4 separate regions of the Mus musculus genome follow, and regions 2, 3 and 4 are each linked to region 1. Evidence: chromatin contacts called from public HiChIP or PLAC-seq and promoter capture Hi-C data. All regions are on one chromosome and are shown on one strand. Each heading gives the region's core, a stretch centred on a gene start, on an enhancer-like site or on the middle of the called end of the contact. The rest is flanking DNA. Distances are from core to core; before and after follow the strand shown. Region 1 holds the start of Sh3gl2 (SH3-domain GRB2-like 2). Region 2 holds the start of Haus6 (HAUS augmin-like complex, subunit 6). Region 3 overlaps Adamtsl1 (ADAMTS-like 1). Region 4 overlaps Adamtsl1 (ADAMTS-like 1).

Region 1 (3,044 bases), core at 309-2,808:
GGTGAATGTCATCCTGCACCTTAATTTAAGCAAACTTGAGGAATGCAGTCTTCACCTTTTCCCTATGCCTTTTGCAATAGTACTGAGGCTGTGAACTCGGTAATGAGACTCATGTATAGCAGAGGAGGACTGCCTGGTCTGGCCTCAGTGGAAGAAGATGTGCGAGAGACTTGAGATTCCTGGGAGTGGGAAGACCTGGTGTGCGTGACATCCTCTTGGAGACAGGAGGGAGAAATGGGATGAGGAACTGTGGGAGGGGGGACCCAGAGGGAAGGGAGTGGCTGGATTGTAAAAAAAGATAAAAGTAATGTTTTTAAAAAACAAGAAATTACAGAAGCCACACAATTAAGGTTAGCTTAGGATAAGGATCTTTAAAGCTAAATGGTTACGCAAAAAGTATTTTACGGTTTATCAATAAAGTCGTTTCTTGTTAAATATATCTTAAAATTTAACCTGTTCCAAATGAATAAAAGGGTTGTAACTCCACACATTATGTAAGAAATGGGTCACATCGTAAGTATTTTTGGACATTTTCTCTTTGTAAAATCACTGAGTTGGGCCCAATGAGATTTAAATTATGTGGGTCTGGATTAAATTTTAATCTCAGCTTACCCCACACAGAAAATTTGGCACATCTAGTAAACAGTGATTTTCAAGTTTTTAACAACTGCCTCCGCAGTAAAACCCGTGGGAGAACTTTAAAGACTTGCAGACCACTGATCAAACCATGGCCTCAAATAAGCTTCACCAAGGAGTTCTCCAGGGAAAAAAGTTAATGCATGCATGCTCCTTAGGGGAACCACATTCTCCCATGCTGGGAGCCTGGGGAGGCCTGGGAAGGAGGGGTTCTGAGAAGGCCTGGGAGCGCAAAGCCTGGAGCAAGCGCAGAGCGCGGGCACCTCCGCAGCCTCCAGAGCGAACCTCGCTCCAGCCAGCACATCCCAGGACAGTGGGGCACACCACACCGCAAGGTCACCGCACCGAGGCGACTTTACATAATCTCCCGCCGCGCCGCCAAGCACCTGCGCGGCACCCTCCGTGCAGAGCCTGAGAGCTGCCGTGCAGGGACTAACTGCCTGGGAACCCGGTGGGCGGCGAACCGAGACAGCGGGGACAGAGAGCAGAGATGCCAGGGGAAGGGAACTGAGGTCTGAGTGCTAGAGTGGCAGGGACCACAGGGACTCGGAGTGGGAAGAGGAAGCAGGGATGCAGCGGCCAGGGAGGAGACTCGCGGAGCGAGCACCGATCGGAGACAGGGAGCCGGGTTATGGAGCCAGGCTGCCGCGCAGCGCCCCGCGGGGACCAGATCAGAACAGGGAGGGGTTGCAGGGGAGGACGCCGTCTGTCTGTCGGTCTGCGGGGCGGCCCATGGCGCACCTGCACGCGCCCTACCTGAGTGGCTTTGTGGAACTGCTTCTTCAGCCCTGCCACCGACATGATGGGATGCGGGAGGCTGCGCGGCCGGCAGATGCAGATGCAGATGCGGAGAGGCGGCTGGGGTCGCCGGGCCGCCGCTGGTCGTGCGACCGCGGGAGCTGCTGGCGCGGGGGCGCGGCGCGGGACGCGGGCTTGTGCGGAGAGACACCCTGACGTCAGGGCGGGTGATGCGGCCTCTTAAAGGGGACGCGGGAAGCCCCGCCCAGGGCGCAAGCCGAGGCAGGTGAGCGCGAGGAACCCCCGCACTGTGCGGGGGCGAAAGTCCCTCCACGGTCCGAAGCCTGGGCTGTCTTCAGCTGTGGGAGTCGTTCGTTCGTGGCCCTGGCAAAGGGATCACCGCCTTTGGGCAGTCTAGACTCAGGTGACCCAGCTCCCAGGTAGCCGCAGTGGTGCTGCCTGCGCACTGCCCTTGCCCTTTGAGCCTGGCCTCCCTGTGGTTGAAAAGCAGGGTGGCGGCTTATCTGGATCATGAATAAGTTATTGCTCATTTCATGCCCTGCCTTCCCGCATGATTGGCCACCGAAAACATTTCTCTGCCTCGATTTTAATATCCCTTAAGCTTGTTTCACCTTAGGGAAATCTATCAACTTTTTTTTTCCTGTTCTAGTACAACTTAACTACTTAAGATGAAGAGAGGTCCCTACAGTTTGACTGGGATACTGGAATGGAATTGATATGAGCTATAGCATATATTGATATGAGTAATAACATTTAATCTTCTATTTTCAAAAGAAAAAAAAAACGAATGCGAACTTGGCATTCACACAATTATCATGGACATTTTTTTCTTTCTTTTTTTTTTTCGTTCTAACATTTTTATATAATGAGGAAAGGAAAGGCAGTAAGTTATACAAACACCACATAGGGACAAAGGGTGGATGGGACTGGGTGAAGGGCCCAGAGCAGCACCAGAAATCTGTGCTCTTATGAGCAGCCACTTCAAGTTTGTCTTGTATGGAAGAGCTTGTGGGAGAGTCTCAGATGCAGGCCACACCTGCATGTGTGGATCAAAGTGATGAGCCGCCAAGAGGAGAGTAATTACGGAGAATGTGGAAAGAATCAACAGGACCTGGATTGGGTTCCTAGAAATACAGTTCCCCTCCCGCCCCCCCCCCCTCTACTGCCTGGTGTAAAGGAAGCCAGTAGACTTCTGCAGCTTGAGTAAAGATGAACGGAAGAGCAGGTGCAAGGGGATTCTAGACACGGGCTGGGTACCACTCACCCTTGCTACTGTGAATCACAGCACAACAGAATATCGGAGCAGTGAGCAGTGAGCATACCCTTCCAGTCTGCAAAGCAAAGCAAAAGGAAGGAAGGGGTCTGTAGTCTTGTGGTCCTTGCTGCTGCCCAGACCTTCCAATCTGTGGTACTTTCTAATTTCTAAACTACCGTGGAGGCATTGGGATAAACATTGGTTAGAGGATTTAGGCAGGAGGGACATGCTAATTCTTAATAATTCACCTTTTGGTATCAGGGCCACAGGGTTCGCTTCTCTCTGCCACAAATCTATGATGTGGTCTGAAATTTGCAACTTTGGTCTCAACACATGAAAGAAGTGAAATGGGGACCTGAAGAGGCTCCTCGGAAACTTTGAGCACTTGCCTTAA
Region 2 (3,044 bases), core at 276-2,775, 1.4 Mb before region 1:
AAGTTTTGTATAGATAAACCCAGTCAATATTTTATCTTCTGTCCTAGCACCTATAATAAATCATTAGTTCCCTTTATATGACTTTTGGTTAATTGTTTTATCACCTCTTGGAATGTGCTCTGAATAGGAGAAAATCTGGTTACCATCTAAGAACTGGTAACATGTGGAAAATTGGCCGAGTTCTCATTGCAGTTTTGACTATCAAAAACGACTTAATAGGAGTCCCAGTAAAAATGAGCTTAATAATCACAGATAAAATTTTAGGAATTCTTATAGGATCATCATGATGACTTAAGTCATCTATTTGTCTATATGGCATCACTACAAGACAATACATCTTCATGGATCTGCAGAGATCTGCTCCAAAGGGGTGTGCTACTACTTAGTGATTGTTATATATTTTTAATAATAACAGGAAAAGCAATATTAATAGCAGGAATCTTCCCTAAAATGAATTCCTTACAGCCTTGCTTAATAAGGGTGCACCTGTCGCAGGTCATCTAATAATCCGAAGTAGACCACTTCAGGATGATGCTTGTCCCATTATGACTCCTGACACTCAGCAGAGAGACAGACTTTGTTGTAGTTGTTATTCGAGATAGGGTTTCTCTGAATAGCTCTGGCTGTCCTGGAACTCACTCTGTAGACCAGGCTGGCCTGCAACTCAGAAATCCGCCTGTCTTCTCCTCCCAAGTGCTGCCCGGTGAGAGACAGATTTCTAGTACAGCAAGTTGAAGTATGGCTGGTGGTGCCTCCCACAAAGATGGAGAGCATTCCAGAATTAGGAATTCAGGGTCATCTTCCTTTGGGAAGGGAGTTCAAGGCCAGAGGAGGCTAAAAGAAATCTCGACTTGCAACCTCCACGACCAAAGAAACATTTGATAATAAAAATTTTGCCAAGCACTCTAGATGAGGTGATCAATGAACAACTCCATCGGCCCCTGTGACTCTTGCCCATTAATTCATATAGTAGGAAGGCAGGTACAGTCTTCGACGCCAGACTGCGCTACATAAAGTTAGAGCTACATAGCAAGATCCTGCCTTTTTGGTTTTGCTTTGTTTTATTTCGAGACAGGGTTTCTTTGTGTAGCTCTGGCTGTCCCGGAAATCAGTAGTGTTCTCGAACTAACAAAGTTCTTCTCCTCTGAGTACTGGGATTAAAGGAGTACACCGCTGCCTCCACCGGACAAGACCCTGTCTTAAAATAAAGGAAAAGATGATTTGTTTAGGGCCATACACCTGCATCACTCACTATAAGGAGCTACAATGTAGCTTTTACTGAACAGCAATCACAACCCGAGCAACAGAAACCTAAAACGCAAAGAATCCGGAACTAAGGCCGGGAGGGCTCTAGAAAACACCCGGTTTCCGGACCTTGGGGCAATTGGCTGGTCACGCAATGCTTTGTGGGTCTTATAGTTTCTCTCAGGGACTTCATGTGCCCGGAGACAGGGATGCATTGCATGGTGGGAGATTGAGTCCTCTTAGGAAGACCAGTCCCGGAAGTCGGGACTGCGCCTGCGCCTGCGCAGTGTAGTCTTCCGCAAGCGCGGGAGTCTTGGTTTGCGTGGAGCGCTGCAGTCACTGTCTGTTTTTCTGGGCGCGTTCGGCCTTTTGTGGTGGGATGGCTCTCGGAGAGGAGGCAGCGGGCGGCCGCCGCAGAGGGGTTGTCGTCACCCCGGGATGCCTGTAGGAGGGGTCCAAGGGTCCTCACGGCTTCGGTGCCTTCGTTTTCCTCCGTCACAGTCGCCCTGCCCGTGGAAAGCATGAGCTCGGCCCGGGACTCCGCTTTCGAGAAGCAGCATCTCTGGATGTACCTGCAGGCGCTGGGCTTGGATCCGAGCTCCAGCATCACGTTCGGCGGGAAGATGGTGCCGCACGCGCACCTTGGAGAGTAAGGAGATCTGGGGCGGTGGCGCGGTCCTTGGCGTCCAGTCACTGGCGGCAGAACCCTGTGGTGGGGGACTGGTCGTCACCAGTGTAAGGGATGCGGGTGCGGGACGCTTTAGAGGCGTGCTCTGCAGTTGAGGCACAACGGCGGGCCCGCTTAACCCTGCCTTCGTGGTCTGTAGTTGGTGGGAGGCGTCGGGGAACTATATATGCAAACATCTTATAAGTAGTTAACTGTGGGTTTAAACTTTGAATCCGAACTAAAACATGTTACAGCTAGCAAAAACATAATAATGTGTGGGAATGAAAATCAAAAGCCGATACCCTTTCCTTTGCCACTTCAGTTATGGTTGCGATCACAAAAAGAAATACTTTGTTTATATTTGTATACTTTAGACACGAGCTTCCGGTTTCAGGCCCCCTTTCCTCCTTATAATTTAATGGAAAGAATGATTCTATTATTACTATATCACCATCATCACCATTATTACTATTTTTTTTTTTCGAGACAGGGTTTCTCTGTATAGCCCTGGCTGTCCTGGAACTCACTTTGTAGACCAGGCTGGCCTTGAACTCAGAAATCCGTCTGCCTCTGCCTCCCAAGTGCTGGGATTAAAGGCGTGCGCCACCACCGCCCGGCTACTATTATTTTTATTTTGAGACAAAACCCCCCTCTCTGTAGTAATGGGAGGTGTGCTGGGATTTTAATTCCATCGCCTTGCTCCTCCAGATTGCTGTTTTGCTTGCTTGTATGTCTTGTGTGAGGTTGTCAGATCTTCTGGGACTGGAGTTACAGTTTAGATCTGCCATGTGGATTCTGGGAATTGAACCCGTGTCTTTTTGGAGGCGCAGACACTGTTAGTAACCTGAGACATCTCTCCAGTCTCAATGAATTTTGTCTTTTGTTTGATTTTTGTTTTTGTTTGTTTGTTTATTTTTCAAGACAAGGCTTCTGGACCTCTTTTTGTGGACAGGCTAGCCTTGAACTCAGATACCAGCCTGCCCTTGCCTCTTATGTGCTGGGGATTAAAACGTCCCACCAACCATCCCTAGTTAAATTAACTTTGTTTTGTTTTTTGATGCTTTAGACATTTTTATGCAACCTCAGTTAAGTAGGTATATGATAGTATGCAATCATTCACTTGTAGTAGGTT
Region 3 (3,044 bases), core at 160-2,659, 1.1 Mb before region 1:
TTTGTGCAGAGATGTTTCTCTGTGTTAAATTTGGTTCCAGGTTTGTTTTTCCTAATAGAACCTATGCATATTTTCTTTCTTATTTGCAAACCTTTTATTTTATAGGAAATATAATCCTTATCTTCAAAGGATCTCAGGATGGTAGTATGGGGAGGGCCTCAGTGATCAAGTAACACTAGCTAGCTTGATCATGACTTCCTTTTTGATCCCCTTACCTGTAGCACCATTATCCTGACAAGTTGACAGGCTCAGTCAGCACATACTGGGTTACTGGAGGGGGGCAAACAAAATGCCGACATTTGCATTGCATTTTGTCAATGAAAATATTACACAGACGATACCATTTCTGATTCTACATGAGAAACAATTGCGATACAATACATAGGTGGTAGGTAATAAAAGCTAACCATCACTGTTTTTATTGGCTTGGGTGGTCAGCACGGGTCATCTCTATCCAAGAAAGACTGGCCCTTTTATGACCTTGTTTAAGCTTCTTTGTTGAGCTCCACTTACTGTAGGAAATACAGTCTAAGCAGCTTTAGGACCGGAGGCCTCCATGGGTGTGGCCTCTGCCTGTTCTTTATGGCACCTACTTCTTGTCCTTTCCTTTGTGTGAAAAAATGTTCTCTTTCCTTTGCCTGGATAAATCCTGCTTTTATGCTTCATCATACAGCGTGGGCTCTAGCTCCTCCAGGAAGAATCAGCCCTGAGGCCTCAAGCTCCCTTGGAACAATTGCTGTTTTGAGGTTGTCCCTTAACAGGTGACATCTTCAAGATGGGGTGTTGTGTTCTGAGGACTGGTACCAAAAGCCTGCTAGACATTAAGATGACTGCCTGTTAGTAAGAGTTTATTACTCTAAGGGCATCTGAACATGTCCTCCAAATCTGGACTTAATGCCTGTGGATGATGGTGAGCTTTGGTGTGCTTTCTCTTTTTGAATTTAAAAGTTAGTGTGGACAGAGCTGAGAAGCAGCATGTCAGCATATGGGAGCTTTAGGGAAGCAGCAGAAGGTAAACCAGTCTTCAGAGAGCACGGTGAAATAACAGCCTTTAAAACAGGACCAGGGTGCCTGCCATGCTTTGAAAGCTCCATTGACTCAATGAAAACACGGCTGTCTTAAAAGGCGACACCTTTCGCTCTGGCCATTTTTAAGGGAATATAAAAGAAAAGTTGAAATTGGAAATCACGTGCTGTCAGTGTGCATGGGTCTTGTTAGTGCACAATAAAGTGGGTGTTCTGGTCTGCTTTTAAAGAGAGGACTCTTTGACCCTAACAGTCCCTTTAAATAAGGATTCTCAGCTTCTTTGATTCTTGTTGGTTCTCAGAAAGGTCCTAGGACTGAGCAGAGATTAGGGCTAGTGCAGAGGGTGGGGAGAGGGAGAGGGAAGAGACTGAATACCATTCCTGGAATTAGGAGCTCCCCCCTCCACTGTTTATCTCCCCGGCACCACTCAGCTGTTCTCTGTTGCACAGAAATAAAAGTTTAGTTTAAGAAGTATGTTAGAACAAAGCTGCAGAAATTGCCTGGAATTTCCTTCATTTTCAGCCATCTGGCTTTCATTTCTAACTCCGTTCCCCTCCTCCACATACATTTACCAAATCTTTTCAACACACACTGGTGGAGCTATCAAATGCTTATAATTAATAACAGTCATACATTTAAAAAAAAAAAAAGTAGTGCTTTCTGGTTTTCTTTGGCTGCTCATGTCACTGCTATTATAAACCAGGGAGATAGTAACTTATTTATTAAGACTTAGCTCAAATCTAATCGAATTTAAGTCTTGAATTTAAAAAATCATGCTTTCATGGAAATTATGACTATTGTTTCTCAGCTAAACTAAAAGATGACCACGTATTTCTCTGGGTGATGATTGTGATTTTGTTTTTTTTTTTTTTTTAATTTTTAATTTTTGAGGCAGACTTGGGTGCTCAGGTATTTTAGGCAGGCCTGGTATTCATAATCCTCTTAATTTGATATCTGAGTTCTGGAACTTTAGAATTGTGTTTTTATACCTAGCAGAGTGTGTGTGTGTGTGTTGGGGGTACAGAGTATTTGAACCCAAGGCCTTATACATGCTGGTCAAACATCCTGACACTGAGCTACACCGCAGCACAGATCTTATTATTGTTTTTGTTATTGACAGAGTCTCACCCTGTAGCCTATGCTGGCCTGGAACTATGCTGGCCCAGGCTTACCACAACTCCATGGCAATCCACTTGCCTCAGTCCCTTAAGTACTGAAGTTGTCGCCGTGACTCACTATACCCAGCATTATAAAATGTTTCCCCATTTTAAAGAAGAGAATGAAGATCTAAAAACGTCCATAGCCCTTCAAAGGTTAGTGAGAAGTGGCCCAAGAGGCTTGGACCACAGGTCTACATCTACTTGCTCATCGTTTTGAATGTCTCGGGGATGGGAAAGCTTCATAGCTCATGAGTGGGGCTGAGTGAAAACTTGAACCTTCTGAGCAATAAATGCAGTAAGATCTTGTTTACAAATATCAGAGCCTTGTATATTTGTGTATGTTCACAAACATATATAAATTTATGAAAGGTAGTCTTGATGCATATATACCAAGCCACCAGCATATCTCTCTCTGGGCAAGAAAGGGAGCAAAAAGTGACTAAGCTGGTTAAGGGTGGGGTTGGGGGGGGAGGTTACCTTTCTGCCCTGATTACTACTGCTGTGCTTGAGGAGTTTTAAAAAAATCTTTTGTTTTAAGGAAACAAATACAGTCTGAATGCACTGTAATCACATCATTTTACCTTTCTTTCCCCCTCCAGTTCTTCTCATGTCCCTTCACCTCATCTTGAATTCATGATCTCGTCTATAACATTGTTAGATTGTTTTATATGCATACACACACCCCCATACACACCCCCCCACACACACACACAATCTACTGAGCCTATTTAGTGTTGCTTGAATGTACATGTGTTTAGAATTGACCACTTAGGATTGAAAAACCTCTTAGGGGGTTCATCCCTAGAGAAAACGGATTCTCTCCCCGTCAACTTCTATTGGTTGCCTGTAGTTTCTCAC
Region 4 (3,044 bases), core at 144-2,643, 1.1 Mb before region 1:
AATTTACAAAGTAAACCTTATCATAGGCATACACAAATAGCAGTATACAGCATCTATAGAATTCAATACTATTTGTAGTTATGGTCATGTTCAGGAGTTCTGGGGTATATTTGTGAACAGGGGAAGTACAATAAATGCAAATTTTGACAAATGTCCACTTTATATTTGCACCCAAACCATGAGATTTAAAAAAAAAACTTTTAAAAAAGAACATCAATACATTTTACTTGTTTGTTTGTTTATTTAATGTGAATAAGCACATTTGTTTCAATGTATGCATGCGCATTGTGTGTATTTCTAGTGTCTGTGGAGGCCAGAAGAGGGTGTCAGATTCCATGGAACTGAAATTACAGGTGGTTGTAAGCTGCCACATAGGTGCTTAGGTGGTACCCAAATTTGGCTCCTTTTCAAGATCAGTGAGTATTTTTTACCTTCTGAGCCACCTCTCCAGTCCAAAACTATTATTAAGTCCAATAGTAAGAGTAGATGTATCTAGAAAACACTTTCAGAAAAATAAAATATAGGAACGTCTACCCCGAATTAACCAGGAAGGCCTCTGAGAAGGACATCACTGGGGCAAAGGTCACAGGCTTGATCCCTAGTGAGGTACCCAGCTTCATCTGACGCGTAACCAAGCTTCCTTCCTTCTTATTCTATTTATGTTTGAAAAGTTGGTTCTTTTGCTTCTGAATAATCCTTGAAAAAGTAACAGAGTAAAAGCTTTTGGGCCAGAACAGTTGCTTAAATGTATGCTGGGTATTTGTGCATCTGAAGAAAAATGTCGATCCATGCATGAGGAAAAGAGCTGAGTGAAAAAGGAGACTAGGGAGGAGCATCCTCCTCTGTGGTCCTTCCTGTCTTCTCCAATTCCACCTCTACATGACATCAGGAAGATGCACATAAAACTCCTTAATGTCTCTAAATGAAATTGAAGGGGGGAGGTAAAAGCTTCACAAGACAAGCAGATAGATACAGCAAAGCAAAGACCCCTCTTCAATGGAACCATCGTAGAATGTTAAACATGATCACCAAGGTATATTTTTGGCATCTTTGTCAAAATTAGAGCAGTCAAAGCTACATGCCTGCTGAGAAGAGTTGCAGTGGGAAGGGTGGGGTGACATCAGGTAAGACAACGTGAGAAGGATTAAAATTTATTATATATTTATATGAAACTGTCAAAGGATAAAAAAAATCAATTTTACAAGTTTAAACAGGATTACTGAAAAGAATTAAAGTTTGTGGACAATATGTACCCAAGATACTATTCTATATTTCCTCAGAGCCTAAGTCAAGTCAAATAAATGAGTCTCTAGCTAAGGACTCTAGGGCTGAGTGCAGAATCATGACAGGGTTATCCAGCTAGACTGTCAGTTCACAGTCTCTGGAGCTGCATATTAGTGCTGCAGCTCATATTGAGGTCTCCAGGGAAACGGTTTCCTAGGGCACTCCTCTACAGAGCCTCTGTCAGTACCACATCCCAGTATCTTCTCTAAACCCTTAAGCATCATGCCTCCCAGCAAGTGAGCATCATGAGCACTACAGTGCATCTCAGTAGCAAAACTGAGAACAGAACGATGGATCTTAGAATCTAAACAAATGAAAATTTGGTAGAGCCATCAATGCAAGGATTTGAAAAGACAAGGGAAGAAAATCCTTGGCTACCTGTGTCACGTGCTGTTAACGCATACTAATGTGTCCCGTTCCCAAACACACAGGCAACATGGGAGGGTTTTCTTTTAGAGGCCAGCTGTTGTGGATAGCCCTGAGGCTAATTGTATTTGATGTTTAATTCTGTTCTCCTGTGAGGAGATTTGAACAAGGAATGAGTCAGCACTCAAGTGATTTCCTGTAAACCTGCTTCCCACCTTAATTTATAAATAAAGGCTGGAGCTGGTGGTTGGGCAGAAAAAGAGGGGAAGGTGGAGCTGAAGGTTTGGGGAGAAAAGGAGAAAGAGAGAGAGAGAGAGAGAGAGAGAGAGAGAGAGAGAGAGAGAGAGAGAGAGAGAGAGAGAGAGGAAAGGAGGAAGGGGGGAGGAGGGAAGGGGGAAGAGGGGAAGAGAGAGGACAACTGAGGAGGAGGAGGAAGAAGGAAAGTGGAGCAGAAGCACGTGGCCTGGAGAAACCTCGGGTTCTAAGGGCTCTCTTCTATGGGGAAGATGGTAGTGTAGTGGTAGATCTGCCCAATCTAGGCTCACAGCATGTATTCCTATTAATTGAGTTGTGTTTTCATTGCCCGGGCTTATTTGGGTTATCCTCAGTGCTTGAAGTGAAAGAGAAATTGGGTGTATTAAGGAGCCGGGAGGAAATTTCATAGGAGGAGCCACTGAGCTGGGAGCTGAGATACCCCTCTCCACCCGGGGCACTTTTGTTAGGGCATTTGTCAGGGACAGGTAAAGAAACTGAGATAGCTTCCTACTTAAAGCACTTTCTTAAACTAATGACACCAAGCTTGGTTTGCTTCTCTGGTTACCACCCTCTCAGTCATCTTTCCTAGATTCCTCTGTCCCCAAACCCTAAGGACTGCTGTGCCTCAGAGCTCAGATTTGTAGCTCCCTTTGTATTCTATTCACTAGCGACTCCTAATTTCAATCACCATCGACAGGAAACTTCTAAGTATTCAATCTTATAACCTTTTCTCTTAAAAGAACAAATATTAATTTATTTTAATTAAATAATTAATTTATTAATTAATGTACTATATAATACACTAATAAATAAATAGTTAAATAAATAATTGGTATTAATGTTATTTTTAAAAACAAACAAACATAGGGCTGGTGATGGGGCTCAGCAAGTAAGGTGCTTGCTGCTAAGGCTTATGACCTGAAAGCTTGTCATTTCGGCTTGGCTGTCCAATGAGCTCTTAGTTCCACTTGTCTCTGTCCTCTCTGATGGGATTATAGGCATACCTACCCTGTCACTTGGGGACTGGGGATTTGAACTCAAGTCCTCATGCTTGAAGAACAAGCGCTCTTATCCAATGAGCCATCTTCTCAGCTCCCCTCAAACAGAATACTTGATTTCCACCCTCAGCAACTTCTAAT

Evidence for each region. Promoter capture Hi-C pulls out the DNA fragments that hold promoters and counts their contacts. HiChIP or PLAC-seq counts read pairs in DNA pulled down with a chosen protein or histone mark.
Region 2: a contact with region 1 is called in a promoter capture Hi-C map of embryonic stem cells, with 5 times the contacts expected there. The contact joins the promoter of Haus6 here to the promoter of Sh3gl2 in region 1. A contact is called at or near these places in 3 of 39 promoter capture datasets (cranial neural crest and embryonic stem cells), 5 of 115 datasets of contacts at active chromatin or transcription factors (astrocytes, embryonic stem cells and stem cell-derived neural progenitor cells) and 1 of 9 other capture datasets (embryonic stem cells).
Region 3: a contact with region 1 is called in an H3K4me3 HiChIP or PLAC-seq map of embryonic limb bud, with 5 times the contacts expected there. The contact joins the enhancer-like site here to the promoter of Sh3gl2 in region 1. A contact is called at or near these places in 2 of 39 promoter capture datasets (cranial neural crest and hippocampal neurons) and 3 of 115 datasets of contacts at active chromatin or transcription factors (embryonic limb bud, embryonic stem cells and stem cell-derived neural progenitor cells).
Region 4: a contact with region 1 is called in a promoter capture Hi-C map of hippocampal neurons, with 3 times the contacts expected there. The contact joins the enhancer-like site here to the promoter of Sh3gl2 in region 1. A contact is called at or near these places in 3 of 39 promoter capture datasets (cranial neural crest, embryonic stem cells and hippocampal neurons) and 3 of 115 datasets of contacts at active chromatin or transcription factors (astrocytes, embryonic hindbrain and embryonic stem cells).

The regions. Positions count from the first base shown.
Region 1 is chr4:85,203,970-85,207,013 of GRCm38.p6, reverse strand. It overlaps Sh3gl2 (SH3-domain GRB2-like 2), which reads right to left and starts at 1,558. Exons shown (of 9, transcript NM_019535.2): 1 at 1,393-1,558. The coding sequence starts at 1,437.
Region 2 is chr4:86,610,536-86,613,579 of GRCm38.p6, reverse strand. Haus6 (HAUS augmin-like complex, subunit 6) reads left to right here and starts at 1,525. Exons shown (of 17, transcript NM_173400.3): 1 at 1,525-1,894. The coding sequence starts at 1,767.
Region 3 is chr4:86,293,451-86,296,494 of GRCm38.p6, reverse strand. The region is part of intron 15 of Adamtsl1 (ADAMTS-like 1); the gene reads right to left. Among named protein-coding and RNA genes, the nearest start is that of Gm33730, 150 kb to the left of the region's middle. Within about 2 kb of position 1,409, at least 31 of the 459 cell types and tissues checked have an H3K27ac peak or open chromatin away from gene starts, as enhancers often do. A contact at or near this core is called in embryonic limb bud, where this site is marked.
Region 4 is chr4:86,268,675-86,271,718 of GRCm38.p6, reverse strand. The region is part of intron 13 of Adamtsl1 (ADAMTS-like 1); the gene reads right to left. Among named protein-coding and RNA genes, the nearest start is that of Gm33730, 170 kb to the left of the region's middle. Within about 2 kb of position 1,393, at least 12 of the 459 cell types and tissues checked have an H3K27ac peak or open chromatin away from gene starts, as enhancers often do. A contact at or near this core is called in hippocampal neurons, where this site is marked.